Regions from separate parts of the Mus musculus genome. Here region 2 is linked to region 1. The links are chromatin contacts, called in public HiChIP or PLAC-seq maps. All regions are on one chromosome and are shown on one strand. The core of a region is the stretch at or near the end of the contact, and the rest is flanking DNA. Distances in the headings are between cores, read along the strand shown. Region 1 holds the start of Bhlhb9 (basic helix-loop-helix domain containing, class B9). Region 2 holds the start of Arxes2 (adipocyte-related X-chromosome expressed sequence 2).

The links. HiChIP or PLAC-seq counts read pairs in DNA pulled down with a chosen protein or histone mark.
Region 2: an RNA polymerase II HiChIP or PLAC-seq map of embryonic stem cells shows a contact between it and region 1, with 11 read pairs. The contact joins the promoter of Arxes2 here to the promoter of Bhlhb9 in region 1. A contact is called at or near these places in 2 of 484 Hi-C or Micro-C datasets (embryonic stem cells and nephron progenitors), 2 of 115 datasets of contacts at active chromatin or transcription factors (embryonic forebrain and embryonic stem cells) and 1 of 9 other capture datasets (adipose tissue).

The regions. Positions count from the first base shown.
Region 1 is chrX:135,882,986-135,890,837 of GRCm38.p6, reverse strand. Bhlhb9 (basic helix-loop-helix domain containing, class B9) reads right to left here and starts at 4,987. Exons shown (of 5, transcript NM_001098222.1): 1 at 4,751-4,987; 2 at 3,912-3,993; 3 at 3,521-3,577; 4 at 2,359-2,466; 5 at 1-2,087. The coding sequence starts at 1,797. The coding sequence ends at 178.
Region 2 is chrX:135,991,219-135,999,070 of GRCm38.p6, reverse strand. Arxes2 (adipocyte-related X-chromosome expressed sequence 2) reads right to left here and starts at 5,251. Exons shown (of 1, transcript NM_029823.2): 1 at 3,712-5,251. The coding sequence starts at 5,112. The coding sequence ends at 4,570.

The DNA.
Region 1 (7,852 bases), core at 3,738-6,237:
ACATCAAAAATGGTCTAGCTTTGAGCTAGAACCTGCCACAGGTAATAATATGTAAAAGATGTTAAGACAAAAATGTGTGAGCAGTAATTACCAAAATATTATGCAAAACTCTTTGGGCATGTACAGCCAATCAAATTTTGGACACTGTTCAGTGTTCTCTTTAATTTCTGGGTCACTTTACATTCTTTCGATAATCCCCTTAACTTCACGGAATATGGCTGTAAGAGTATTGTAACTCAAGTGATCGACTACTACAATTGAACCCTTTCTAATATGCTCCTTTATGTTAATAAAGATGGCCACAGCACTAACAAGATTGGCTTTTGCCTCTTTTTGGTTAAAGATGAGTTTTAATGCTGCTAACGCCTTCATATTTATCATATCTCTGGCTGCCTTGGGATTTTCAGACATATTCAAAAATACTTTCAAAACAAGATTCCTAGTCTTACGATTTCCCTGAGACAGCAAATGGAAAAGCTCTGAAAAGTAGCTGACTACAATGTAGTGATGGACAGACTCGGTAGTCAGCTGCCCTATTATCTTTAATCCAGATTGCTGGCCAGGTGAGTTCAAGGGGAAGGACACAGTTTCTTTACACATATGCTTAACATGAAACTCTACCTTGTTGTATCTGTCATCCCCGGAAGAGTTCAGAGTAATCACAGCCTTTTTAATACTAACCTCAGGGGAAGAAAAACTGAGCAAGCTTTCAATAAGTGTCACCACGCCCACTTCATTAATGAATTCCTGGGCAAATGGATGAACCTTATGTATACCCATTGCAATCTGTGCTATTTTATGAATAAGAGGATCAGTAGTTGACTTAAGTATGTTAACAAGCTTTTCAAATTCTGGAGAATCCAAATAGCACTCCAGTTTGCAAGGGCAAGCGAAGGGCTTGATGCCATTCTCTTCTCTGATCTTGATTTGCTGTCTAATTTCATCTAAGGTCTGGATGCAAGGATCAGAACCAAATGGATACTCAGGTATAGACTGTAGGCTTGAACGAGTATTCTTAGTACAGGCTGTTGAAGTTTCCTCTTCATTTGAGGCCAGAACAATGTATGAAGAGGACCTTGCCTCAGATGAATCCTGGGATCTATAACCTAACACTGCTGGAGTTACAGCAGGAGCTTTGGGCCATATAGTTACCTCGGACCAGTCCTTTGGCCTATCTTTTTCATTAATTTCATCCACTGGCTGAGGTTTAACTATTTTGAACACAGGTTTAGGATCAGTATCAAAACCAGTGTCATCGCCTTCCCAAAACCAGTTCCCAATAACGTTCTCTTCCTCCTCCTCCTCAGCACCTGACCTAGACTTGTGGCTGGTCCTAGGTGCGGGCTCCTCAGCACGAGCCTGGATACTAGTACTAGGTTTATTTTCACACTTAGCAACAGAATTATTACTAAGCTCTTCTCCCTTCCAGAACCAGGAATTAATACCAGAATCTTCTCCAGCCCAGAACCAGTTATCACTACTGGGCTTATCTTTACGTGTGGATCTAGCAAACTTGTTCTCAGTCCTATGGTTGAAATCTGAGGTGCCTTTTACTAGAGCCTTAGATTCTGGTCTCGCTCCTTCTTTTGTCTCAGCAACTACCTTTCCCTTAGACCCTGCCTTCACCTCTGCCACTGCATCTGATTTAGAGCCTGCCTTACCTTTCCCTTTGTCCCGGCTTTTGCCTGCACCTCGGTTGGCATTAGCAGCCTCCCTCTCTGCCACAGCTCTGGCTTGTGCACTTGCCCTTTTTTCTAGTTTAGCCTGTGCCCTAGCCTTATTCTTTGAACCAGTCATGGTTGAAGCACAGTTATATACACCTGTCGAGTCTTATCCTTAGTTCTCTGTTTGTTCCGGGCTGGAAACTTTATACTTGTTAACTTAGTCAGAGATAAACTTGGCAGAAAGAGTCCAAGACAACTGTCACTTCAGTCGTTAAGAAATTCCCCTTTTTTGACATACAGTCTCTTATCAACGATAGGGACAAATTAAAGACACACTCAGGTTAGGGAGAAGACGATGATTTCCAAAGGCAGACCCGTTGAAAGCAATCTTCTCCCAATCCAAGTCTACCAGTGGAGAAAGACCTAAGGTAGGAAAAAGAAAGACTTTGAGTGTCCTCCAACTTTGGTCGTTTATACAGACAGCTACACAGAAGGACATGAAAAGAGATTTGACTTAGGGGGTTGAAGGTACAGATTAGTAGTAGACTCTGCTATCTCATTTGACTTCTTGTGTATTTGCATCCAGACCATTCTTCTCTCTCCACCATACACAACAGATGGCTGCGGTGGGAGAAGCTAAGGAGCACCCAGCCCCTTTGGTCCCATATACTGGGATACACCATCAGGTACTTACAGGTTTTCAGAAAGGCTTCACTAAAGTGTGCTGATGTGATGGGATGAATTCCTCCTTCCTCACTTCCACTGATGAAAAGCCACCCAACTGACTTCAAAGGCAGCAGAACTATGGACAAAAATACACATGGGATCAGAATTTTGAGTATTTAACAAACTGACCTAAACTTGTATCTCCATGAATCTTAACACTTCCTCATACCCTGTTCTCTTATGGCTTCTCCTTACATTTTCTGACTCAGTATCTGCTAATTATCTATTGATACAATCTTTGCTCACTGGCCTCCCACTCTCTGTAATGAATGTGAGGGCAACAACGGTTGGAAAGCTGGAAAACCTTGGGGCCAAGGTGAGATCTGGTTTCATCTGTGTGGGTTCACATTCATATTCACCTAGAACCCTAATAAAGTCTTGTTCTCTTGCTTACCTTCTAAGTGAACAACTACTTACAAGTCTTTACAGCAGCGGTTCTTAATCTTTCTAATGCTGCGCCCCTTTAAAAGAGTTCCTCACATTGTATTGAACCTAAATCATAAACTTATTTTCATTGCTACTTTATAACTGTAATTTCGCTACAGTTATGGACTGTTATGTAAATATCTGATATGCAGCATGTCTGATACGTAACTGTTATGAAAGGATCATTTGATCCCCTACCCCTAGCCCCAGAAGGGTCACAATCCACAGGTTGAGAAACATTGCTCTACAAGAACCTAGAAAGAAACAGGTTTATGGATGAAAAAGGCAGAGGCAGAAGGCAACACCAGGAACAACAGCAACAACAACAATCCCACTAAAAGGATTGACAGAACTCCCCTAAAAAGGTTCACAGCACATGTTTCTGTATACTCAGGGTTATTAAATGTCTCCCACATGTTGTCAGCCCTGCCCTAACTATCCCTCATATGTGCTCAAGACCTGTAATCTGACTGAATATGCATCCTCCTAACGGTAAAGTCTTGCATTTTCCCATTCAGGGACTAAATTTCTTTGTCTGAGGAAAAAATACAAGGTATAAAAGTAGATAGTGGAACACATGCAACTATATTTGGGAAGAAGGCAGGGAAGCTAATGAAAACAATAATTCCAAGGTCATGTTTGAAATACCAGCCTCCCTTTGTATAGCTAGATCTTGCCTCACGTGCTATGAATGCCAGTCTTACCACAAAGCAGGATGCTCGGGAGATGCTATTCTTCCCTCTGGCTGGAGAAGAGTCGACCTACATAGAAAGCAAAAGATATTGAGGAAAATATTAAAAAAAATGTTGACCATGGTATAAAATTATAGGTTTATGGGCAGATTTCCAAAACCCAAGTTCAAATACCTCTGTTAAAGAATTAGGAACCAAGTACATGATCTCCATCAGCTCCCATGTGTGACCCAAATGGCTACCTTCAGAAACTGCATCCCACCCCCCCCCACCCCCCCCACCCCGTACTGCTGCTGTATAAAACTATGAGGGACAACAAAAAGTTGGGGATGATATATGGGGGTCCCAGAAAGAGACACTTAACTCCAATAGTGATTTCAAATATTCTAAATTGAACACCCACCTGCACAAAAAGTTCTTCTTTACTTTAAGTCCATTCGAACATTAAAACAAATGTTCAAGGTGAAATGTTGAGAAAATGGATCCTGAATATAAAAGATAGGACAATGTCATAATATTTATATAGCTAGGAGTTCTGTATATATGACCAACTCCTTATTATGACCAATTCCTTGCAGTAAATTAGGTACAGGAGTCTAAATACAGAGGGCAATAAAACAATCCTGTATTGAAGGCAGATGAACTTTTCATTCTTATGTTCTGACATCTTCATAATCGCCCCTCTAATGATGTTTCACCTTCCCCAGAATACACTACCTCTACCACCCTGACAAGAGACTTTGCCACCAAGCAGGAGTCTGTGGGAAGAGACAGCACCCACGATGCAGGGCACATGGATCCCTTTCTGGAATAAGGGCCCAGGTAGAAAGGCGACTCACCAAACAGCTGAACCATCACCAGAGTTGGCCACCTGCCTCCAACCCATGAACAGCAACCTCCAAGGGGCACCACCCCCAGCTTCCGCGCCGCCATTTCTCCCATAGTCGCCTCCCCCACAACCCTTGCAGGGCCCAAACACCAAAAAGGGCCGGGGGGAAAAGCCTGCTGCCAGGCCATCTGCTCTGCAGGCCTCCAGACCCTCAGACTCAAGACACTCTGGCTGCCACCCTGCGCCCGGGGCCCGGTTCGGGTTCCCGCTTCCTCCTCCCCACCGCCTGGGGTCTCCGAGCACCGCGCACACTCCAGGGAGGCCGCGACCTGCTGGCCTTCACTGGACTGTCAGGGCCGGGCAGTGGTCCTCAGTGTGCGACCACTCGGAGCCCTCGACACACCTCCACTTGCCTGGCCAGGCGCACGGCCCAGGTGTCCGGGCTCCCCCGCGTCCCCCTCCTGCTCCCGGCTGGTCTCTGTCCTCGGCGGATCCTCTCACAGAACCCCCACCGCTTTGCGCGCGAGTGGAATGGCAGAGACGTGTCCCGCCCCTACGTCTCTGCACCAAACAGGCAGGGGCTGCGCAGGATGCGGCAAGCACAGCTCACCTCGAGGGTGTCGGGAAGGGGGCGGAGGGATACTGCGCACGGGGCTCTACGCCCCCTCCTGGACCCACTGTAGTTCCGACTCGGAGTGGGCGGGGCCAGACAGCCCCACTCCTCTTGGAGAGGTGGGTTGCACCCGTAGGCGTCTGCAGACCCCTGTTCACCCTAACCAGAGACCACCACCACTTTTTTTTGGGGGGGGGGTGCCACAACAGTGTGTGAGATGGCTGAAATCTAGAGTCTATGAGGGCTTTGGAGAGGGGGACTATGGAGAGAAGGTGGTCTGGAGATGTGGAACAGGAGGGAGCAGCGGAGGGATACTGAGTGCTCCTGTACTTCAGTAGGAAGCTGGGCTTTGCTGGCCCCCAGCCCCTCCCTGCACTCCATCTCTTGCTACCCTTCAGTTCTCTCGTAGCTTCTGACGCCAGTAGAAAGGGAGGAGGGCTTTTAGTACTGCAGCTAGAGAGGGAACAGGTAGCCTAGCAACAGTCTGCAGAGAGGACTCTTGATTCTTCATGTTTTTCTCTCAATGCTTCATGGAGTTCCTAGAGGAAAAGAAATGGGAGCAACCATTGCAGCTTACATCGCTGCCCCCAGGGTAAAGCCAGACTTCTGTCCCTGGAAAACCAACCAGAGGTCTGGGGTAAAAGTCACTTTACTTCCTTTGACTTATTTGGACTAAAAACTCATCTAGTCACATATGACATAAAAGAACTGGGAGGTGGCGTGGGAGTAGGTTGGGACAGAGTAGGTGATAGGTCAACCCAAACATAGAATGTATGAAGAAGCCTTAAAGCAAACAACTAGCATGCAAGCGAATTTTAAAATATAATTTGAAGACAAAGGAGTTTGAACAGAGGTACCCTGCATGGGTGGACCAGGCTGCTGCTCTCAGAAGACACGACTTATTAAATAAAAATCCCAGTACCAAGCACTGCGAGTTACTGGTTAAAGGGGCCTCAGAGCAGTGGTTCTTAACCTATGGGTTGCTACCTCACTGAGGGTTGAATGACCTTTTCACAGGGGTCACATATCAAATATCCTGCATATCAGATATTTACATTATGATTCATAACATTAGCCAAATCACAGTTATGATGTAACAACGAGAATAATCTTGTACTTGGAGGTTACCATAAGACAAGGAACTGAATTAAAGCATCAGGAAGGTTGAGAACCATTGCCCCGGTGGCACCTAAAACAACAGAAGCTATTGCCACATCCTTTGGCTATTAAGACTCCACTGCTGAAGAATCACACTTTTTTTTTTTTTTTTGCTGTAGGTCAGAAAAACCAATATTTTAAAAGATTTTAATTTGTTCTTTTTTTTCTGAAAACCATACTTTATTTTAGATAGTAATATATTATTAACTGATGTGATACAAATTATGTATTAACTAACACTATAATAGAATTATTCAAATATAGTAAAATTATTTGAATAGAATTAGCCCTAAATGGAATAAAAGAGAATAAAAGAGAAAAGTATCAGGTTATGTAACTCCTCTCAAACAGATGAAGTGTGGGTAAAATCCAAAAATTTAATAAATGAGACAAAGAGAAGGTAGCTTTAGGTAGCAAGGAAAGACAGAGGTAGGCAAAAGGACACGAGTCATAAGAGAGGATGCAAAACATTCAATGCCATCATACCCCTGCCCCACTGAAGGAGATGTGCGGATTCAACGTTTTCTATATTGAAGTAGAAAACCCATTTTTTGCATCCCCAAAGAATCCTATATGTGTTACTCCTTTGAGGGAGGGATTGTGAACGTTGAGCTGTCCTTTCACTCCATTGATAATTATTGTAATAGGAATTAGACATGACTAGTCCCTGAATACATGTTACATTGATAGTCTGTATATGCTTGGCCCAGGGAGTAGCACTATTAGGAAGTGTGGCCTTGTTGGAGTAGGTGTGTCACTGTGGGCATGGGCTTTAAGACCCTCATCCTAGCTGCCTAGAAGCCAGTATTCTGCTAGCAGCCTTCAGATGAAGATGTAGAACTCTCAGCTCCTCCTGCACTATGCCTGTCTGGATGCTGCCATGCTCCTGCCTTGATGATAATGGACTGAACCTCTGAACCTGTAAGGCAGTCCCAACTAAATGTTGTCCTTGTAAGAGTTGCCTTGGTCATGGTATCTGTTCACAGCAGTAAAACCTTAACTAAGACAGAAGTTAGTACCAGGGGACTAAGGTATTGCTGTGATAGGCCGGACCATGCTTTTGCTTAGAAGAATGTGGATTTGGGGACTTTGCATTTTGAAAGCATTGGAACGCTTTAAGTGGGGTTTAATGAGTTTTTCTGGTAGGAATATGGAAGACTTTGTCGCGGAGAATGATTTAAATTGTGCGGAACTGGCCCAAGAGGTTTCAGTGGAGAATTTCAATATGTGGCCTAGAGACTGTTTTGTGGTATTTTGTGAAGAATATGACTACTTTTTGCCATTGTCTGAAGACTCTGCCTGAGGCTAAGGTGAAGAGACTCAGATTAATTGCATTGACAAAGGATGTCTCAGAAACACATCATATATTTTGTTCTCTGGTTAAGTCTTATGAAGAGCATCTTAAACAAACTTAGCCAGCTGAGAAAGGAAAAATATAAAATACATAGTTCAAGTATTAAAGGAGCACCAGGAAGTGAAATGGAGCCTAATACTGTGCTCTAGGAGTGAACAGATTAAGGGATTCTGGGGAAAGATCCTACCCAGCTAAATTTAGATCCAGGCATGGTAGTACACACCATTAATCCCAGGAGACAAAGCAAGCCACGCAGATCTCTGAGTTCAAGGCCAGCCTCAAATAGAGCAAGTTCTAGTTGAAGAAAAGCTTAAATCCAGGCATGGAGTTACACACCTTTAATCCCAGGAGACAGGCATGCAGATCTCTGAGTTGAAGGTCAAACTACAG
Region 2 (7,852 bases), core at 4,002-6,501, 110 kb before region 1:
GGAATGACTGTGGTGGAGTCTTGTCTTATGTATGCATAGAGGAGTGGGTTAGAAAGCGTGCATAATGAATATCCTCCTTAGAACTCCCCTCATGAAGGAATTGAGAAATCTTTTTTTTCGGAAATCGATGCAAATAATATCATTCACAGATTATAACTAAAATCGTAACATAGTCCTACCAAGTTTCCTTGTACAGCTATCTGCCTTCTGTTTAGATTTAAGTGCTAGAGGAAAAAAGTCATGAGAGCACTATATTCTTAAACAAGTTCACTTAAAATGTGAGCTAGCATAAACAAATATGCACCAATTACTCTTTGAGAATAAGTTATGAGTTCAGACACTTCCAGTCATACTTTTGGTTTCCAAAAATCCTCATGTCTTTGTGGAGACTTTCAAAACTTTGATGAGTAATGGATAGGAATTTGCTCAATATACAGCATACACATGAAGGAAAACAGCTTTTAGAACTGGAAAAAAAAAGAGTGGGGTAGGACTGAAGAGATGGCTCAGAAGTTAAGAGAGCACTGGTTGCTCTTCCAGATGACCTGGGTTCAAGTCCCAGCAACAATATGTCTACATCCCCAGTTCCAGGGGATCCAACCTCCTCACACAGATATACATATAGGCAAAACACCAATGTACATAAAAAATAAAAACAAGCCATTAAAAATAAAGAATTAACACCAAAATAGGATATATTTATCATAGTGAACCCAAGTTCCAGATAGATAGATAGATAGATAGATAGATAGATGATAGATGGATAGATAGATAGATGATAGATAGATAGACAGACAGATACATACATACATACATACATAATGTAGGTAGGTAGATAGGATATAGGGAATTCTACCTAGGGCCTTGTATATGGCTAGTAAAGTTCTCTACTATTCAACTACATCTTCAGGTCTGAAGTCTTTTTTTCCTTCAGTTCTGGGGTTTGAAACTACAACCTCTATCCACAGTATACTTCTAGGATCTTTATACTTCTATTCCATAGCAAATTTCCAAAAAGTATACTTGTCAGATAATTGCAACTCAAGAAACTTACAGCATTCATCTCTATCAAACTAACAGATCCACTCAGCACTATGCATAGTGAGTTGTTATAGTGGTATCTAGGCCTAGGTAAGGCTTTGCTGTGAATGCATTCCTCAATGACAATGTGGCCAGATATTTTTTTTTTTTAGGTTTGGACATCTGCAGTCTTTATGCTCAGCATCTTTAGAAATTATATGAACTTACAGTTTCTGACTATAAAATAAAGTCAGATCAAAATGAAGTATGTGCTCGAGTATTCTACCTATATTTCTGTCTTCACATAACTATTGTATATTTCTGTTCTGATAAGCTGAAAAGATAAAAAAATATTATATATGTTTGTGATGGAAAAATTATCACCATGCAAGTAGTTATTTCAACTCTTGCCATTTCCCAGACAGAGAAATGGAGATCCTACAGAAACTAAGTGGAAACTCTGGAGCTAACACTGAAACACAGGACATTCCACCTTTGAAGTTTTATCCGGTGGGAAATACTGGTTCTCAAATGCATATCCATGAACCGCGTAACCACATGTGCAGCTGTTTAAGTGCACGTGGTGTTATATTTACATGACGTGACTACGGGAAATGTTACTCATTAGTTTAAACTGGTCTTAGGGGGGAAATAGCCCTTTCTGTTATCAGTGTAGTGTTACTGGATTGTTTGGTCTTAAGAGCAATTGAATAAGCAGTTACTGTATGGACAGTGTTTATTTTCCCACCTTGGAAAAGGCCATTTCAAATGTTATTATGCAGTATTATGTGTATTTATTTAATAAGGTATTTTGCAAACATTCCAATGTTTTTATATTATGAATCAATTAAGTGGAGATTTTATGCAGAGAATGAAGCGCACTCATTTTGTTAGCATAATCCAAATTAAGTCTTTTCACACAAGGTAGGAGACTTCTTTTCATAAAGGATAAAAAGTATTTCCAGAGAAGGGGAAAAAAAGAAATCTTTAAGAGAAATTTGATCACTGTACTGTCTGAGATACAAAAGAAACAGAAGTTGAATTTGGTCATGGTATTTTATCAGAGTGATATAAATCCTAAGAAAAGGGGTGAAGATTACATGTATATATGGGTATAAGGACAAATATTAGAATGCTGGCTTAGTAAAGTGGTTGTAGGTTCTCCTCCAAGACTCGTGCAATAACTAGTACTAGGTAGATGATTAGGTTCCCAGTATCAGATATGATTTCTCTCATGTTGAGTATGTCTCTATACAATTGGAGAGTGCTTGAGTACTGCCAAGGTATGTGTGGCATTGCTGTGCCCTTGAGGTTATTGTACCATACTGGCTACTGTGGTTCACAGGTGTTACAGTTCAGCAAGACTATTGGTCGCTTCCCTCCTTTGGAAGCTTGCTTGGTGACTTTTAGTACCATGAAGCTAGTCCCCAAGGAGGAAGATTTCAGGTTTGATCCAAATTGTGCCCTCTGGGTCCTGTGTTTGAAATGTACAGTAATTTCAGCAGTAGTTATCTTCACCACTTGGGGAGCCAAAGGCAACAGCAATAACCTATAATTTTTTTTTGAGGGGGATACTTTTGGACAATCCTGATCAATAACTCAAAAGAAGAATTTCCATGCCTGATTTGAGAGTGGGTGGTAGGGAATATTGCCAGCCCAGATGTGAAATTTTTATTTAAACTATATATATTCCTACACAGACCTGGTGTATTGTGTGTATTTTAGGTAGATAGTTCACAATATGATTCCTTAGACCTTTTCAAACATTCTGTTATTTTACCCTTTTTCTCTCCTTCCATTATTTATCCTCCCCCCCCTCCCTAATTAGATGCATTTCCCACTTCCTCCTTCAGATTACAGGCACTGGGAATCCCCCACCTATTGCTTCCCCGTCCCCCACTCCTCCGGCAATGGTCTCCTTTTACTTTCCTGGTTTCTGCAGTTACACCAGGTTATATACTCACATGTGAAGATGAGAGAAGCACCAAATATAATCATTCATTTACCTGCAAATTTATTACTTCGGTTTTTGTTTTTCACACCTTAATAGCAGCTGATGAAAAAGCAGAGTTGGGGAGCCCAGTGCGATCTGATACCATCCATTTGTGGATGGCGGTGGTGGTGGTGGTGGTAGTTCCTAAGGCCTCAACCCTAGACAAATAATAGCTGCAGACAACCAAGGAACACTGAGAGTGAAAGCAATACCCTGGGGAAGAACACAGCAATGGATTATTCAATACCAAATGGTCAGCCCTGAGGATATAGGTTATGCAGACTGAGCAGGTTGTATTTAGGAATATATGTATATATTCACATACATGTATAACATATACATACACAGGCAAACACATAGAGATACAGGCATAGACACACACACACACACTATGAATTTGAAAGAACAATGAGATTATCTGAGAGGGTTTGGAGAAATGTAAAGGAAGAGGAAATAATGAAATTATAATTACATACAATAAAAATATTTAACAAAAAAATCAAGTTGTATTTCAAATTTAAATTCTCGTGTTTGCTTGATGTAACAAAACTTCTGAATTTCTGTTTATTTGAAGAGAGCTAATGCATGCACTGCTTACTATTTAGGTTATAGAGAAAAAAAATCTATGAATGTTTGTAAAAATCATACCACAAGTGCAATTATCAACATCCCAATAATGATTAAATAATGGACCTACAAGAGTTTTAAGCAGTTAGCATTTATTTAATGGCATTAAACATACTAGAACATACGATCTCATGTTAAACATGCAAACATTTTCAAACTTCAGCAACAGTGCTAAGACAAAGATACACTGCACAGCAATCTTTGTTGAGAAACCACTGTAAGACACACACTTAAAGAGAGGCAGAATCATTTACAGCCTCAAGATACGTTCACTATTTAAATGGTCACATTTGCTGGCAAGGAAGGAAAGCAGTAAGATTTCTGACTCGTGTTTAACTATTTTGCATGTCAGACTCTTACGAAACAAATCACAATTTTTCTAGTAATCAAACACACCCTAGAAGATATAAGAAAACGGCATTCAATGTGGACCTACAAGGAATCTCAGGAATAAAATACAGTTATTGTGACAATACCAAAACATCTAATTTTAAAATTCTCCCCAAATTTTATATATCACATGGGATAATGTAGTGAATATGACAAAACTGTGTATTATTTTCAATCCTCATTATCCAACTGTCTAATAATAACCTACTCTGGTGAACTTCTTTGTTGTTTCATTGGTAGAATAAAGAAAGTTCCAGAACTCTATTAGCCTTTCCCTCCAACTATAAAATTTGATGTTAATTCTTATACAGAGGAAGAGTGATAACCAATGTCACACACACACACTAAGATCAATGAATATAGTCTCTATGTTAGGCTCAGGGAAGCATGAGGATGAGTGCAGCCAGTCCCAGAACAAAACCAGCATGTTTTAAAATAAACAAAACAAAAGAGAAGTCAGCAAGACTTGAGGGAAATGATGAGGAGATGCGATTTCTTGAGTCCACAGATGTCCCCGTTTCCAATGCAGAGAGAATTCTTCAAAAAGTCGTGGCTATTTCATAGGAATCTGGAAACGGGACAGACACGCGTCCAGATCCAGTCACAAGAGGCAGGATCCCAGCAATCGGTATCACTTGCCAGGAGAGAGTCAAAGTGACATTCCTGTTTCCCTTGAGCCCGTGTCCATCGTCAAAGAAAAAATACTTGCTTTTGACGTCTTTCAGGTTCAGCTTGGGGTTCTCGCCTCGCAGAAGGATCTTGTCCCAGAGGACCACCTGGTTCACAGCGTTGCTTTTGGTGGAATATTCTGCCGACAGATAAAGGAAGAGCTGCTTGACGTTCCAGTCGAAAGTCTTCTCCAGATCCGCAGAGATGTGGAAGGTGATGAAGCCCAGGTCGCTCTTCTTTCTGGGTCCGGTGAAGTCTTCCACTTTTTTGAGCAGGATCCTGGAGACGTGCAGGCGCACGGGCGCGCTCCTGTCTTTGAAGGCGGTGGTGAGGATGCAGCCCAAGGTGAGCGCCGCCATGACGCTCAGCGTGAAGGCGAACAGCGAGTTGGCCCGGGACAGCAGGGAGTTCATCTTGCAGGGTGTTCAATCGGCGGCTCCCTCCACGCGGGCTCCACCGGCGCTCGCTGGCTGGCTGGCTGGCTGGCTGGCTCTGCACGGGGCGTGCAGTTCGCTCCGCGGTCCCTCTGCCTTCCTCTGGCTCGCGCGGAATGCCGGGCTCGCGCACGCGTCCCTGGAGCGCGCACCGCCCACGATGCCTGCCCCCTCCCCCGCCCCAAGCCACTAGTTAACCCTACAACCACTGTCTGCTGAGAGTCTAAGGCACTTGGAGCATCTCATAGAAAGCCGCAGCCTGGCTGAATGAGCCCAGCGGTGCCTTGAACTGTCTCACCCTCACACCCAGACACAGTCACGGAAGGTCCCTGGCACCAACCACAGCCCCTGCCCCGGCACACAAAGCCCTGGCCAGGGAACCCTCTCCCTCTGCACACTGCTGCATCATGGCTTCCATACATCCTAGCCCCTCCCCTGGCCTTCTGCAACAGGCTGCTGATGCCTGGACTTCCTTCCCCCCACACTAGGCTAATCCTGCCTCTGCAGTCCATTCTCTACACACAGACCAGCCATTCCCTACAGGTCATGCCCCCCCCCCACTTGCTGGGGTCCTCCGCCCTCAGCATACAGTCTTAGTGGCAGAGGAGGCCCAGACTCTGCTGCATCTGCCCTGTCCACCCCTCACCCCCTACCATCCTGATGGTTGTCTGCCAGGCTGCAGCCAGTGGGCTTGCTGTCCTCTGCTCCTGGGTTCACTGGAGCACACACAGTCCAAGCGCACCAAGACCTGGCCTGTCTGTGCATGGCTTCTTAGCATTCAGGACTCAGTTCTTAAGGCCACTTCCAGCAAAGGCTTTCAGTGACAATTTCCTGTGTAATGATCCCTGACCCTTGATTCTTAGTCTACCTACCCTAATTATTCTCTTAATCATAAATGACTACCAAATTGCCTTTCCAATTGATTTGTCTTCTTAGTCCCAGTTTCCCAATCTTTAATGACAGGTTAGTGACCCTGTCTTTCCTGTCCTTTATGCTTGTCCCCAGTGCTTAAATCAGAGGCTTGTATACAAATCTGAATAAATAGCACTTAGTTAAGGAAGTAGTATTTGACACATCGGAATAGACAAAAGAAGCAGATACTTGCAAGCAAGTAGCCATAGCATCACTTGAGCACGCATTCAAAATATCCAAAAAGCTTGTAGAAACCCCACATTGCTTTTCAAACCTAGATGGATATTAATTGGAGAAACTACTGAAAATGTAGAGCCTTCTCTCCTCGTGTCCCTGCTTTTGATTTAGTAATGGGGTGGGGAGAGGTACAAATATCTCCCAGTTTAATCCATTTCCCTTGATAATTTCGAAGAAAGCTTCTTACTTGGAAAATTCCAGGCCTAAACAGCTAACGTTTGAGTACCACTAATTTAATGTCACCCATGCTGAGTTTTCAGATAACTGGGTGGTCTTTATTGTGGTAATTACTCAAAGTAGCCCAGTCCCTCAATCCACTTGAGATCACAGGGTACTAAGAAGCTGAGTGCACAATTACCGAGCAGTAGTTCTTGGAAATATTATCTTTTCCCACTGAATTACATTCGGATCTTTAAAAAAAAACTAGTCATTAATATTGATATGGATATATTTCATTATTTAGTTCCTTTGATTTAGCTTCTCACCTCGATGTCTACAGAACACTTTCTTGATTATTATAGGTTTATCAGAAATTTTGAAATCGGGTGTTGCTTATTCTCCAGTTACGTTGTGTTTTCAAAAATCTATGTCTTTTGAGTTTTCACTGCATGTGAAAATCAGTGTGTTATTTTCTTTGTAAAATTTTTTGGATTTTTATTGGAATTATAGTGACTCATTGTTGGTGTTATTTAAGATAATTTAGGGGGAAAGACAGTCTTCTCCAGATATAGTGCTCAGTCAAGTGTACTAATATTAGCAAAAATAAACTGTGATTATATCTACTGGACTACACTCAAAGAGTGAAATCGAAGGGGCTATATATCTAAATGAAGAACTATAACATTTTTATCAGAAAATATGCAAGAGTAACCTTTTGCTCTTTTGGTTAGACACTAAAACCCACAATTTCCAAGTGAGAATCACTAAAATGTTCTTTTTTTTTAATAAACTAAAAAAAAATGAGCTATTTCAAAACTCTACTAAGATAATATAAAGAAGTTTCTGAGAGAAAATATTTCAAAACCATAGTAGCTAAGAGAACTAATAATTAGAATATAAATTGTCACAAAATTAAATATGAAAAAAACTGGCATTTCACTAAATCGTTAAGAATTAAATATATAGCCAGGCAGTGGTGGCACATGCCTTTCATCTCAGCATCCAGGAAGCAGAGGCAGGAGCATCTCTGTGAGTTCGAGGCCAGCCTGGTCTACAGAGTGAGTTCCAGGACAGCTAGAGCTACACAGAGAAACCCTGTCCTAAAAACAATGATGGTGATGATGAAGACAACGCCAAGGACAATAATAAATAAAAAACTGCTCAAGGTCCTCTCCACTGTTACAGTATGGGTGGAGAGGGGTTCACAAAACCTCACTCCTAGCTGAGAAGCTACAGGCAGCTAGCTGACAGCCAGAGGGAGAGAAAGTTAGTCTTCTTCGTGGGTGGTGCCCCGGCAGTTTCCTCATGCTACAGTGGACAGCCCTATACCCACATGTGTGTAACACTAATTAGACCCATGTATATACGTGTGTGTGTGTGTGTGTGTGTGTGTGTGTGTGAGTGTGTGTGT